4 separate regions of the Mus musculus genome follow, and regions 1, 2 and 4 are each linked to region 3. The links are chromatin contacts, called in public HiChIP or PLAC-seq and promoter capture Hi-C maps. All regions are on one chromosome and are shown on one strand. Each heading gives the region's core, a stretch centred on a gene start, on an enhancer-like site or on the middle of the called end of the contact. The rest is flanking DNA. Distances are from core to core; before and after follow the strand shown.

Region 1 (2,700 bases), core at 157-2,656, 590 kb before region 3:
CCTGAAATACCGGCATTCAAGAGACTGAGACACTAAGACCACTAGTTCGAAGTCCGCCTAAGCTACATAGTAGGAACCTGTCTTAAATAAGCAAGTAAATAAACAATGCGACTCTGCCAGGCCACCTGACATTAAAACTACAGAAAATCTAGTCTGTAAAAAGATCTCACCAACTAAAAAGTACCATCAGCTTCATTAGGTCAGTGCTAACCTTCAAACCATCTGTTGTAGAACCTGGGGCACTGAGGTCTCTGGCTGGAGGTGCATCAAGATTATACCATCCACCCTCTGCAAAACACGAGTGCAGTGCATATTTCTTAACAATGTTTGACCACATTTAATGACAATGGTATTCAATCAGTTCCCGCAGCAGAGGTTTTAAAAAGAAGGCAGCATGCCGCTGGCATTTCAACCCCATTTAAGACATCACCGCTATACGTGTGAAGCCGTCGAAGAATTTTTTAAAATGTATTTTAAAAAAATAAAACACCAGAAAGATGTGTCAAAGCGAAATAAAACCATTTTGAACGTTAAAGCCTCCGTACAAAGGTGGCTGAAAAAGGCTCTCGGCCTTTCTGAAACGCCGGGCAAAAGTCCCTGGGCGACTTTCAAAACTAACGACCGTGTACTACTGCACAGTACCACCCCTTAAGACGAACTACCGGCCGGCCAACCGTTCACGTTACTACTGCCAAAGGAACTTTAGAAAACAAGCAGGGAAAGGGGAACAATAAAGAAGCGTCTCACCGCAAACACAGCACGAGAGGGACTGTCGGAAGTAAGGCAAGAGCCTGTTAATCTCTGTAAACGCCTTGGGGTCTCCGGGGTCGTAGTTGAGCACTAGGCGGCTCGCGGAAATGTAGAGAGCAGTAGCATTCACCGGGTTCATTGCAGACACTTCGACACCAATGGCTCCCGGTTGAAAAGAAATTCCGGATCCAAGTTTGTAAGCAGCCAGGGAACAATGGCGAATTTAAAACAATTCGGAAGAAATCTGAGCAGAACCCCTGGCCAAAGCAGCAACCAAAATCCGTGCAAGTTTGTGAAGCTGAAGCAATCCTCCCACACATGGGGGCCTCGGCGCCCCTCCTCTGTCCCTGAGACTTGCAGACCAAAGAGAGACAAGCGAAATCAGCGATCGAGTTCGTCCGACACGGCCGCGGCTGGGTGCTCCGGACGGGCTCCGGGTTCGCTCTAGCCCCGCGGCTCGGCGGGCGGCCTGCGCTCGAGCAGCATGTCCGGCCGCGGAGGCACCTCCGGGTGGAGCTGGCGCGCACGGGAGCGGGCCCGGTGGGGTCCAAGCGGTCCACACGTTTCTCTTCCGACGGCGGGGCCCTTACTCCATCGCAGCGACGTCGCGGAGGCAGCGGGACGGTGGGGACTACGGCGCAGGCGTCGGATTCCCGGGTCTAGTGCCAGCAGCCGCGGCGGCGGAGGTTGCTGTTGCTGCTGTGGCTGCTACTGCTGCTGCTGCTACTGCGGCGGGAGCGCGCCGCTGCCGTTCTCGCCATGCCGGACGCGGGGCCCACGCTGCGCCTGGCGCGGCAGGCGGGCGGGAGGGAGGCCCCCGCCCGAAAGGGAGGCCCGGGAGGAAGTGCGCGCGGGGCCCGGCGGCGGGAGGGGGCGGGGAGCAGGCCCGGCAGGCAGGCAGGCAGGCAGGCAGGCAGGCGGCGACGGCGGCGCCCCTCCGCTTCTCAGCCGCACACTTGGGGTCACCAGCGCAAGCGCCGCCCCCTCACAGCCCGGCCATCTTTTCGGCACGGCACGGACGACTCCTCCAAGCGCGACTGCCACGGTGCTGCGCCGCCGCCGCCGCCGCCGCCGCCGCCGCCTGCCTGCCCAGCCGCGGTTTAAGCGAGCTCACCCCGCCAGGCCGCCGCCGCCGCCACCCAGCGCGCACGACCAGGCCCGCTGCAGGCCCCTCCCTCGCGCCTGGCCGCCCTCACGCTTCTTCTCGCGCCGCTCTAGCTCCGTTGGGCCGGGGCTACTCCGGCCGCAGTAGATGGTGCGGCGCCTCAGGCCCGGCCGGTAACGACGACCGTTACCCCAACGGGCAAAGACACTGTCATCCCCGAGCCTCCCCCGCCGCCGTCGTCGCTAGCCCTTGTACGCATGCGCACAGCGCGCTCTCACCCCCCCTCCCCACCCCCACCCCCCGCCCTTCCTCTCCCTCCGCTTCCCTTTTCCCCTGCTTCTCCTCTAAAAGCCCCCTCCACACCCTCCCCGCGCTGCCGGCTTCACTGCGCATGCACAAACCCCCCCAACACACCCACCCCGACCCTACCGCCTTTCGCCCTTACGCGTGCGCTTTGACCGCCCACCCAGAAAACCGGATAAACACATTAGCCCGCTCACGCCAGCCCCGCCCTGCCCCGCCGCCAGCACACCCCGAGCTCACTGCGCATGTCTGGCTCGCCACTTACGGTTCCGTGCACGGAGCATGCTCGGTTTCGAGCCGGACGCGCTCTCCGCCCCTCCCCCACGTGCTCTCCAATCCGGTCTCCCAGGCGTGTGGGTTGTGGTGAATTGGGGTAGCGGGCACGGTCTCCCCTCGCGTGGGCTGCCCGCGTCGCGCCGTGGGGCGGAGGTGGGGGGAGGGTGTTCGGGGACCGGAGTTGACCCCAGTGGGAGGATGGCAGCCCAGCCCCGGCCTCGCCGGCCTCCTCCCGGAACCTAGCGCGTGGCGGGCCGTGGACTAGG
Region 2 (2,700 bases), core at 43-2,542, 520 kb before region 3:
CTTAGTACCAAATACTATTTCATTATCTATATCTTTTAGGGATTAGTTTTTCTCTTTACCTGCTGAAGGAACATCTTGGTTCCTTCCAAGCTTCAGCAAGAAAAAATAAAGCTTATACGGCTATAAACAGCAGGGTCTTGTATGGATTGGGGATGGCGTCATCGGATGTCTTGGGTAAATGCCCCAGGGTGCACTGCAGAAACCAGTGTTGAATAGGGCTTTAGTTTTAGAAGAAGCTGCCAGACTGTCTTCCAAAGTAGGAACTTCACCATGCATTCCCAGGGATTGAACCTGGGGTCTAGCCCAGGCAAGCATTCTTCACAACTCCTCGCCTTAATCTAGACAAACACTCTGCACGAGAGCTCTGCTCCCTTCAAAGGTCCTCGGACTTCGTCAGCTTGTCCTTGGGCTCCAGGGTTGGTTCTTGGTTTGATTGGTGCTTGGTTTTGGGGCAATGCAATCGCTGTCTTGACTACTATATTTTTAGCATGTTTTAAGATTTATATTTATTTTATTGTGTAAGAGTGTTTTGCCTGCATGTCTGTGTGTACCGTGTGGGTTCAGTGCCCACTGATGCTAAAAGAAGGTGTCAGACCCCCTGGAACTGGACATAAAATACATAAATGTAATTTTTAAAAAAACTTTAAAAAAAGACAAACAACAAAAAGAAAACACATATTTTACAAGTTAAAGCCAGCACTGATTCCTGAGGTTGATCCAATGTAAATAAATCCATTTTACATAGAAATCTAAGAATCCCAGGAAAGTATGCTGAAGTTTATTTCAGCGTTATGGGAAACATAAAGCTGACTGTGGGTTCCCCTGTGGAAACATCACTAGACTGGGATCAGTTCCCAGACCCCAGGGGCCAGAGTCTCCTGCAGCCTCAAGCTCCCTCAGTGCAAAATGTACAGCTTCCTTAAATAATAAAATCTCCAGTAGCTTAGAACAGGGCTCCTAGGTCTGATAAAAGACGGGGAGAGCATTAATCCTGCAAGGCACTTTCGCAAAATTTGTATGTTTATGAAAAATGCTGTAACTGACGTCCTTACCAAGAATGTTGACAAAGTGCAGGTCACAACCTGTTACCCCAGGCGGGTCCTGCCATCCTCGGTAGAAATTAAAGATTCAAATTAGTGGAAAGCAGAAGGTGCTCACTGTCCACGTTTGGAAAGGGGACAAGGAGATCCAGGGAACCCCGATGTCAGTCTTCGGTCCTGAAGGGAGACTGAAGTTTAAACTGAGGAATGTAAGCAGGTCTGGTCAAGGTGTGGTCCCACCTACCACAGACTCCTCCTCCTTTAGCCTTAGCCTGACAGTTGCCAAGGAATCCCCTCTAGCTGGTGGCCGGTCCTTTCCAGATGAGACTCCTGGGGAAATTCTCATTTCTTTATGGCCCATTGTTTCTATAAACCAATATATTGAGGGATTCATGGACCTGTTTAGATTGTCTTCATTTCTGCTAGACCTATAGGTCATTTTATTATCTTAGAATGTCAGTTGCAGCCCGAGAAATGGATGGCACCAGACTGTTTACAGAGTTTTTCAAATATTTTGAAATGTATAAAACAGATGTCTAGGGTACTTTGCTTTTGGCATTTGTGATGACAGAGGCCAGATGAGCCATCTATCAGAATGTGAATTTTAGCCCAGAGGGAAGATCCTGTCGATCAAGTATTCCTCTGTGGGAATTATTCTAGATATTGTGGTGGTATAAAACTTCAGAATAATTTTCCATGATGGATATTTTTTTCTGACAGGAACCTGTGATCTAACAGTCTTCCCCCACCGGCTGGCAGAGCTGCCAAGCCTGTTTTTATTGCCTGGTATTGTAGGATGTCTTCAGATATAGTCTTGATTTAGTGCCTAGGGGCCAGCTCAGTGTGGGGTCTTTTTGAAGCACTTGGTCCTCCTGGGCCAGACTTGTACTGTTTGCTTTGGCCTCTCCCAACTGGTTCTGTCTGGTTTATTCAGTTTGGCAGGAATGCGAGGCTGCAGGACTAGAGGTGTGTTTCAGGCGCTGTGCCATTTCCAGGTGCTGGGCCATCTCAGCTTGTATTTCCTCTTTCCCCTTCTCTTCTGCGCTTTAAGATTTAGCAGTTGCTTCTAATCAGACTGCAAAGCATTGTTGAAACACTGCTGTTCTTTGGCATATCTGGAGGCAAATTCTCATTCCCTTTATCATCCCACATTCTTTGAAATATCCAGGTAGCTCCTCGGGTGTCTTTCTCAGCCACCTCCTCCCCTCAGCTCTTCATAGCCTGTACAGTAACTTTCCCTTCTAGAGCTGTTGTGTTTCCTGATGGGTGCCATCTCAGAGAGACACCTTTCCTGCTACCACATTCTGCCACTTTCTTAGCCCTTGTAGCTTGAAAACCCTTGCTTCAGAACACTACACTATAGCGACCATGGAGGGGGGGACTTTAGGGGTATTCTGCAAATGTGTGCCCTGAGTCCAAGCGCTACCAGGGCAGCTTCGGTGTTCATTATGAGTGGCTGCTGAGGGGCCAGTGCTAATGTGGAGGAACCCCACCTCATGTACTGTAGTGTCCGAATCGGGGAAGTTTTCACAGCCCCTGGTTAAGGGGGTCCCCACTCTGTGTATCTAGCGTGGAAGCTGCACACTGCCCTGGTGCCACTGGGGCTGCCCTGAGCAGTTTAAGACTTAGAAACGAGCTGCCCAATAGCTTCTCCCTGACC
Region 3 (2,720 bases), core at 126-2,625:
GTACCCTGTGCCAATCTTCTCAGGAAACCTTCTACAGTCCCATAGAGTACACTGAGTATTTCTACTCCAGTATCCCCAGTGATCCCTTCACTGTATTCAATATTACCCCATGGTTATTTATGCCATGGTTATCTTTATCAGTTGGGAAAGGATAAGAACTGTGAATTCTCAGATTTTTGCACATAGTAAACTCCTAGTGAATGTTTGTTGAATGAATCAGTGGCTGTCCCAAAATTATCTTGCAAGTAAGTTACAAAACTGGAACCAAAAAACATTCTATTAAAAAAAAGAATCAATGTTTATTCTCAAACTGGTGTTCGTTTTACTGTTATAATTTGCACATTGGGGTTTCTAAAGTCCTCAAGGAATTGAAATTTAAGGGGCCAATTTCTATTGCAGGATTTCCCTTCAAAGTTTTAAAATTACTTTTAATTTTCCGTAGTACATTCTTAGGATTCAATACTTTTTTGCTTTTTGTTTTGTTTTTTTGAGACAGGGTTTCTCTGTGTAGCCCTGGCTGTCCTGGAACTCATTCTGTAAACCAGGCTGGCCTTGAACTCAGAAATCCGCCTGCCTCTGCTTCCCAACTGCTGGGATTAAAGGCGTGTACCACCACTGCCTGGCTCAGGATTCAATATTTTAAAAAAATATTTGGTAAAGAATCTTGTTCACATTTTTAATGTCCATTTGCGGTTTCTTCTAGTCAAGATGTCAAGTTTATTATGCCCTAGATTTTCTTTTTGCAGATTTGTAAATATAAAACTATTATTCTTTATGTTTTGACTTTTTTATTTTTGGTTTTTCGAGGCAGGCTTTCTCTGTGTAGCCCTAGCTGTCCTGGAACTCACTTTGCCTCTGCCTCACAACTGCTGGGATTAAAGGCGTGTGCCACCACTGCCCGGCTTATGTTTGACTTTGAAAATGGTATTTCTAATGGACGCAACAGGGCTGAGATGTAGCTCAGTGGCAGTGCTTGCGTAGCTTGCACAAAATCCTGTATTCAGCCCCTAGCACTGTAGAACACAGTAGTAATGGTCATCATTTACCTTCCCCGCTTCTCCAGAAGTGTGTATACGCAAACAGCCAATTAGCGCCCAGCTTGAATGAACAGGCAGAGAGCGGCTTGGCAGTGGAAGCTACTTGATGAGTAGGGAAAATAATCCTGGCTGCTCACTGGTAAGACCCAGGGCCTTCACAACAGCCTGGATGCCCAGATGTCTCCCTCAGGCAGATGTCTCAAGTTCCCCAGTTATCTGGAACTCTTACAGGCCACTCCCCTTGATGCAATATCTGGGTTTGGGCAAAAAGGAGGGTGCTGCAAAGCCCGCCCATTTTGAGCATTTGGGCCAGCTCCCCTTTCAGAACTGTTCAAGCTTCATTGCAACTCTGACCTCAGCACCAGCATCTGCTTCCTGAAGGGAGATGGCTAGGATGGACACACAGCCTCCTTCTGGAAGAAAACAGTGTCTCCGGGCAAGCTGAGTTTGCTAGAGACCCTCACACCAAACAGACCAGCACAATGATTTCCCAGGGAGTCTGGACAAGTCCGTTCATGTGGTTTTTCTACAGCATGACCTCAGGTTTTCTCACGGGTAAGAATGAATTTAAATACAACTGATAGTTTGGGCCTTGAATATAGGTTAAGGTGACAAATACTTTCCTGGGTTTGGGGTTGAATTAAAATGTCAATTTTTAAAAAACCTTTTAATCTCCATTTTCGCATCTCAAATGCCTGCATTCTATTTGGAAAATTTCCTCCTAATATCCACAGAACAATCTAGAAAGATGCCATTAATATAGTCTGCAGAGTTCTATGCATTTTGCAATTTCATCTGGTATTTGAAAGGTTAAGGTATAGTTATTGCAGTTATTTTCCATGTGGCACTTAAAATGATTAAAAATTCTGACAAATACAAAAAGACATTTATAAGCTTCATATTGGGCATGAGATTTATAAAAATTAGATTTTTCTTTGGTCATTATAGAAAAAGGTACTTCATACCATTTAAAAATAGATTTGGTTTGGGGCATTTTCTCTCCCAGTAAGATTGCATAATTTTCTGTTCCACTCCTGGTTTCTTGTAATTACCTTCTTTATTGTCCCCAAAGTGCAGCTCCTCCCTTACCTGTTAGTGTTTCTTTAAGTGACACTGCATTTAAGAGAAATTTCTCCAATATACTGGTCACTTTGTGGTGTTGGTGGGAGCCTTGTGTACTAAAGAAACGTTTCCAAGTTTAGCTGACATAGAAATGGATGGCATTTCCAGGCCCCAAACCTTCAGCATTCCGAAGGTTCAGCAAATGCTGCCCACTTGTCTATATATGCGGGGCTCGTCCTGCATTTATTTGAGCTTATGTCTCACTCCTTTCAGAAAACTAATATAGATTGCAGGCCACTTGCTGTCTCCACAGTATATGCATTCTATTACTGCTTGCTTGCCTTGGCCTTCGTTGTTATAATTTTCCCACGGGGGCTGTTGAAATGGTTCGGTTGGTAACTGTACTTTGTTGCCAAGCCTGACAACTGAGTTCAATCCTCAGAACTCAAACGGTGGAAGGAGAGGGCCAGCTTCCTCAAGTTGTCCTCTGACCTCCACAAACTTGTCATGGCAAATAAGCCAGTCTGCCAACCCATGTGTCCTCCTGCTACACCCACCCCACCACGTATCAGTGTCTGTGTCTGTACATGTTTGTGACTTCCTAGTTTAGCCACTGGTCGT
Region 4 (2,701 bases), core at 102-2,601, 550 kb before region 3:
CTCCCCCCCCCCCCCCCGCCCCCGCCCCCCGCCCCCGCCGCCGCCTTGCATCCCCTCTGATTAGTAGGTCTGAGCCCGAGCAGTCTGCTCCTAGTTTACTTTTCCTATTTCCTCCCAGCTAATGCCAAAGCCGCTGTGTTGACAAGATTCTCTTCTTGACCAAACTTCGGTCAGGCTCTACTGAGCATCTCTTGAATAGAACTGACCTTGGCTCCCAGGTCCTCTCTTCTAGAGGGTAGCTTTGCCAAGAATCCTGCTAAGTCAGTTATGCCAGAATCTTCCACCCTTGATGAGGGATCGCCCTCCATATTTGATAAGGTTCTTCTTCCACTGTCCCCCAAATGATGTCTGAGCACCCTGGCTTGCCTTCAACCAAGCAAACGTTGTTTGTCAGATTGCTCCTTGCCCTGTGTTCCCTATTAATTTTCTATCCATTGAGCTCCCTCCCCGATACATCTTGTCTTTGGTGTATTCGGGGTTGAGGCCAACCTCTCTCCCCTACTGTAAAACCCTATGGAGCCTAGACCTAGCACAATGGTCTCTAAAAGTTTACTTCACCATTCTGTGTCTCGTCACAAACTTAAAAAACATCAAATAATTTGTGTGTATCAGAGTTTGGGCGTGCACATGTGGAAGTCACAGGACAACATGGGGTGTCAATGGTCCCCTTATTTGTGTGAGAATTGGGTCTCATTTGCTTCTGTACATGCTAGGGTGGCTGTTCCGTGAGCTTCCTGGGATTCTTTTATTTCTGTCAGCTATCTCACCTAGGCAACCTCTCTGTACAGACACTCATTACTCTGGCTGAGTACTGAGTTTGGGGACCCCAATTTTGGTCCTCATACTCAGGCTGGCAAAGGCTTTAACTTAGCACTGAGCCAAGTAGCTTCCCAGCTCCTCTCCCCTTTAAGAGACCCTCTCTGGAGCTCAATACGTAGCTCACAAAACATTTCAGTCTTGACGCCATACAAACCTACTTCTGTTCCTGTGTATCCCATCTCTGAAATCTGGATATAAATTATTTCAAGGCTAAGTTTTAAGAGCAAAACCTGGCACAGCATTTGGTAAAAGTTGGTCAGAGCTCATTATCTATTCATTTTTGGGGGGAAGAGGGTCGACGAAGCCTGGAGTTTAGATGGCTAACGCAGAACGAGGAATGAAGTCCTTGTTCTGTGTGGCTACACGGGCACAGAGCTGAGAGGCAGGTATTTCCTAGAACAGGACCGCCTTGAGCCTGAATGCAAGCCTGTGACTGCTACCAGCTTTAGGGCCAGCGACGACGCGCAGGCGCAGACTCGCAATGTCTACGCTCTCTGCGCATGCGTCCTGAGGTGCAGTGTGTGTCACGCTGGCAGTCAAAAAAAAAAAAAAAAAAAAATGGCGGCGGCGATTAGGATTCGGGCGGTGGCGGCTGGAGCGAGGCTCAGCGTTCTGAATTGCGGCCTCGGCATCACGACCCGCGGCCTTTGCAGCCAGCCGGTTTCAGTTAAAGAGCGCATCGACAACAAGCGCCATGCAGCGTTGCTGGGAGGAGGCCAGCGCCGCATCGACGCGCAGCACAAGCGAGTGAGTCACGGGCGCCAGTGCGTCCCGCCCCCTCCGCTCCCGCCCTATCACAGCGCGCCGGGCTCGCGGCGCACGAGCCTCCCAGCCAATAGGCGCTGCGCCTGGGAGGGGCGCGGCGAGAACGTCCACCTGGAGAACCTAGAGCCCCCTCGGGTGTCAGTAGACATCTGCACCACTTAGGGAGGTCCCCAGGCGGTGGTGGTGGGCATTGGTCGTCGGATGGATGGATGGATGTGACCGGTCTCCAGCTGCGCTCCACTTAGCAGCTTTGAACTTTTGGGAAAGGTGGTCTTTAGAAAGCACCGTAAACAGAATAATGTCTTCCAGGTCTTGTTTGAATAAGATTGCCACGTTAATCGGCCACAGGCTCTGAATTTAAAAGACGGGATTGTTCTCCCGCTGCCTGAAAGTGTTTATGACAGTTTTTTTTTTTTTTTTTTTTTTCCCTTCCCTCTTCTCGGGGAAGGAAGCAGTAAAACCCAGGCACGAAGTATTAGAAAAAACTTGGTTATGTTCACATTAACCTGGTGTGTTGTCTCCCTGCGTGCTGGGGATTTGTGACGCCTGTGACCGAGGAAGTCTGGTTGGCCTCTTGAGAGGTTCATGTATCGATCTGCTGCATAGGAAGCAGGTGGACTTTCTATAAACTCTCAGGCTACTCTGCTGAGAGCAGCTGAGGCGGGAATCACATTTGAGCTTCTTCTGGGGAGGTCATTTAGCAGCAGAAAAACAAAAAACAACAGAAGCTGGAAGAGGTGACCCTAGACTTGAAGCCAGACTTGCCCAGTGTGTCCTTGACAACTGAGTGAGTCCAGGCAGAAGAGCTGGATAAGTTAACATGAAGGTTCCCTAAGGGAAGGGCTCCTGTGAAGGGCATGCAAGTCTTACCCAAGTGTGTGAAAATCTGGGTCAAATGTTGATTCAGATGTCCTGAGTTAGGTTTGAAAAAAGAAAAATGCTCAAGGAAAACTATTTATTCCTCTTGACACTTAGGGATGTAAATGTGGTTGTAAGGTTTATGGTGAGCCATAAGCCCTCTCTCCCTTGGGGTCCCTCTGAAGGGCTATTAAGTTCCCTGGGAAAGCCTGTCACTGCTCTGGTAACCTTTCTCTTGGGACACCCTTGCTCAGTTGCC

The links. Promoter capture Hi-C pulls out the DNA fragments that hold promoters and counts their contacts. HiChIP or PLAC-seq counts read pairs in DNA pulled down with a chosen protein or histone mark.
Region 1: a contact with region 3 is called in an H3K4me3 HiChIP or PLAC-seq map of embryonic stem cells, with 5 times the contacts expected there. The contact joins the promoter of Msl2 here to the promoter of Il20rb in region 3. A contact is called at or near these places in 13 of 39 promoter capture datasets (the 3T3-L1 cell line, the C10 cell line, the HPC-7 cell line and 8 more), 18 of 115 datasets of contacts at active chromatin or transcription factors (the 230-238 cell line, bone marrow-derived macrophages, embryonic forebrain and 11 more) and 2 of 9 other capture datasets (adipose tissue and liver).
Region 2: a promoter capture Hi-C map of the C10 cell line shows a contact between it and region 3. The contact joins the enhancer-like site here to the promoter of Il20rb in region 3. A contact is called at or near these places in 11 of 39 promoter capture datasets (the C10 cell line, cranial neural crest, embryonic stem cells and 6 more), 1 of 484 Hi-C or Micro-C datasets (bone marrow-derived macrophages), 1 of 115 datasets of contacts at active chromatin or transcription factors (large pre-B cells) and 2 of 9 other capture datasets (adipose tissue and embryonic stem cells).
Region 4: a promoter capture Hi-C map of embryonic stem cells shows a contact between it and region 3, with 4 times the contacts expected there. The contact joins the promoter of Pccb here to the promoter of Il20rb in region 3. A contact is called at or near these places in 13 of 39 promoter capture datasets (3T3-L1-derived adipocytes, the C10 cell line, the HPC-7 cell line and 6 more), 1 of 484 Hi-C or Micro-C datasets (bone marrow-derived macrophages), 10 of 115 datasets of contacts at active chromatin or transcription factors (acute myeloid leukemia, bone marrow-derived macrophages, embryonic stem cells and 3 more) and 2 of 9 other capture datasets (adipose tissue and pancreatic islet).

Annotation. Positions count from the first base shown.
Region 1 is chr9:101,073,468-101,076,167 of GRCm38.p6, reverse strand. Msl2 (MSL complex subunit 2) reads right to left here and starts at 1,406. Exons shown (of 2, transcript NM_001100451.2): 1 at 748-1,406. The coding sequence starts at 889.
Region 2 is chr9:101,005,318-101,008,017 of GRCm38.p6, reverse strand. The region is part of intron 6 of Pccb (propionyl Coenzyme A carboxylase, beta polypeptide); the gene reads left to right. Among named protein-coding and RNA genes, the nearest start is that of Pccb, 28 kb to the left of the region's middle. Within about 2 kb of position 1,292, at least 13 of the 459 cell types and tissues checked have an H3K27ac peak or open chromatin away from gene starts, as enhancers often do.
Region 3 is chr9:100,485,128-100,487,847 of GRCm38.p6, reverse strand. Il20rb (interleukin 20 receptor beta) reads left to right here and starts at 1,375. Exons shown (of 7, transcript NM_001033543.3): 1 at 1,375-1,592. The coding sequence starts at 1,520.
Region 4 is chr9:101,033,534-101,036,234 of GRCm38.p6, reverse strand. Pccb (propionyl Coenzyme A carboxylase, beta polypeptide) reads left to right here and starts at 1,351. Exons shown (of 15, transcript NM_025835.3): 1 at 1,351-1,566. The coding sequence starts at 1,378.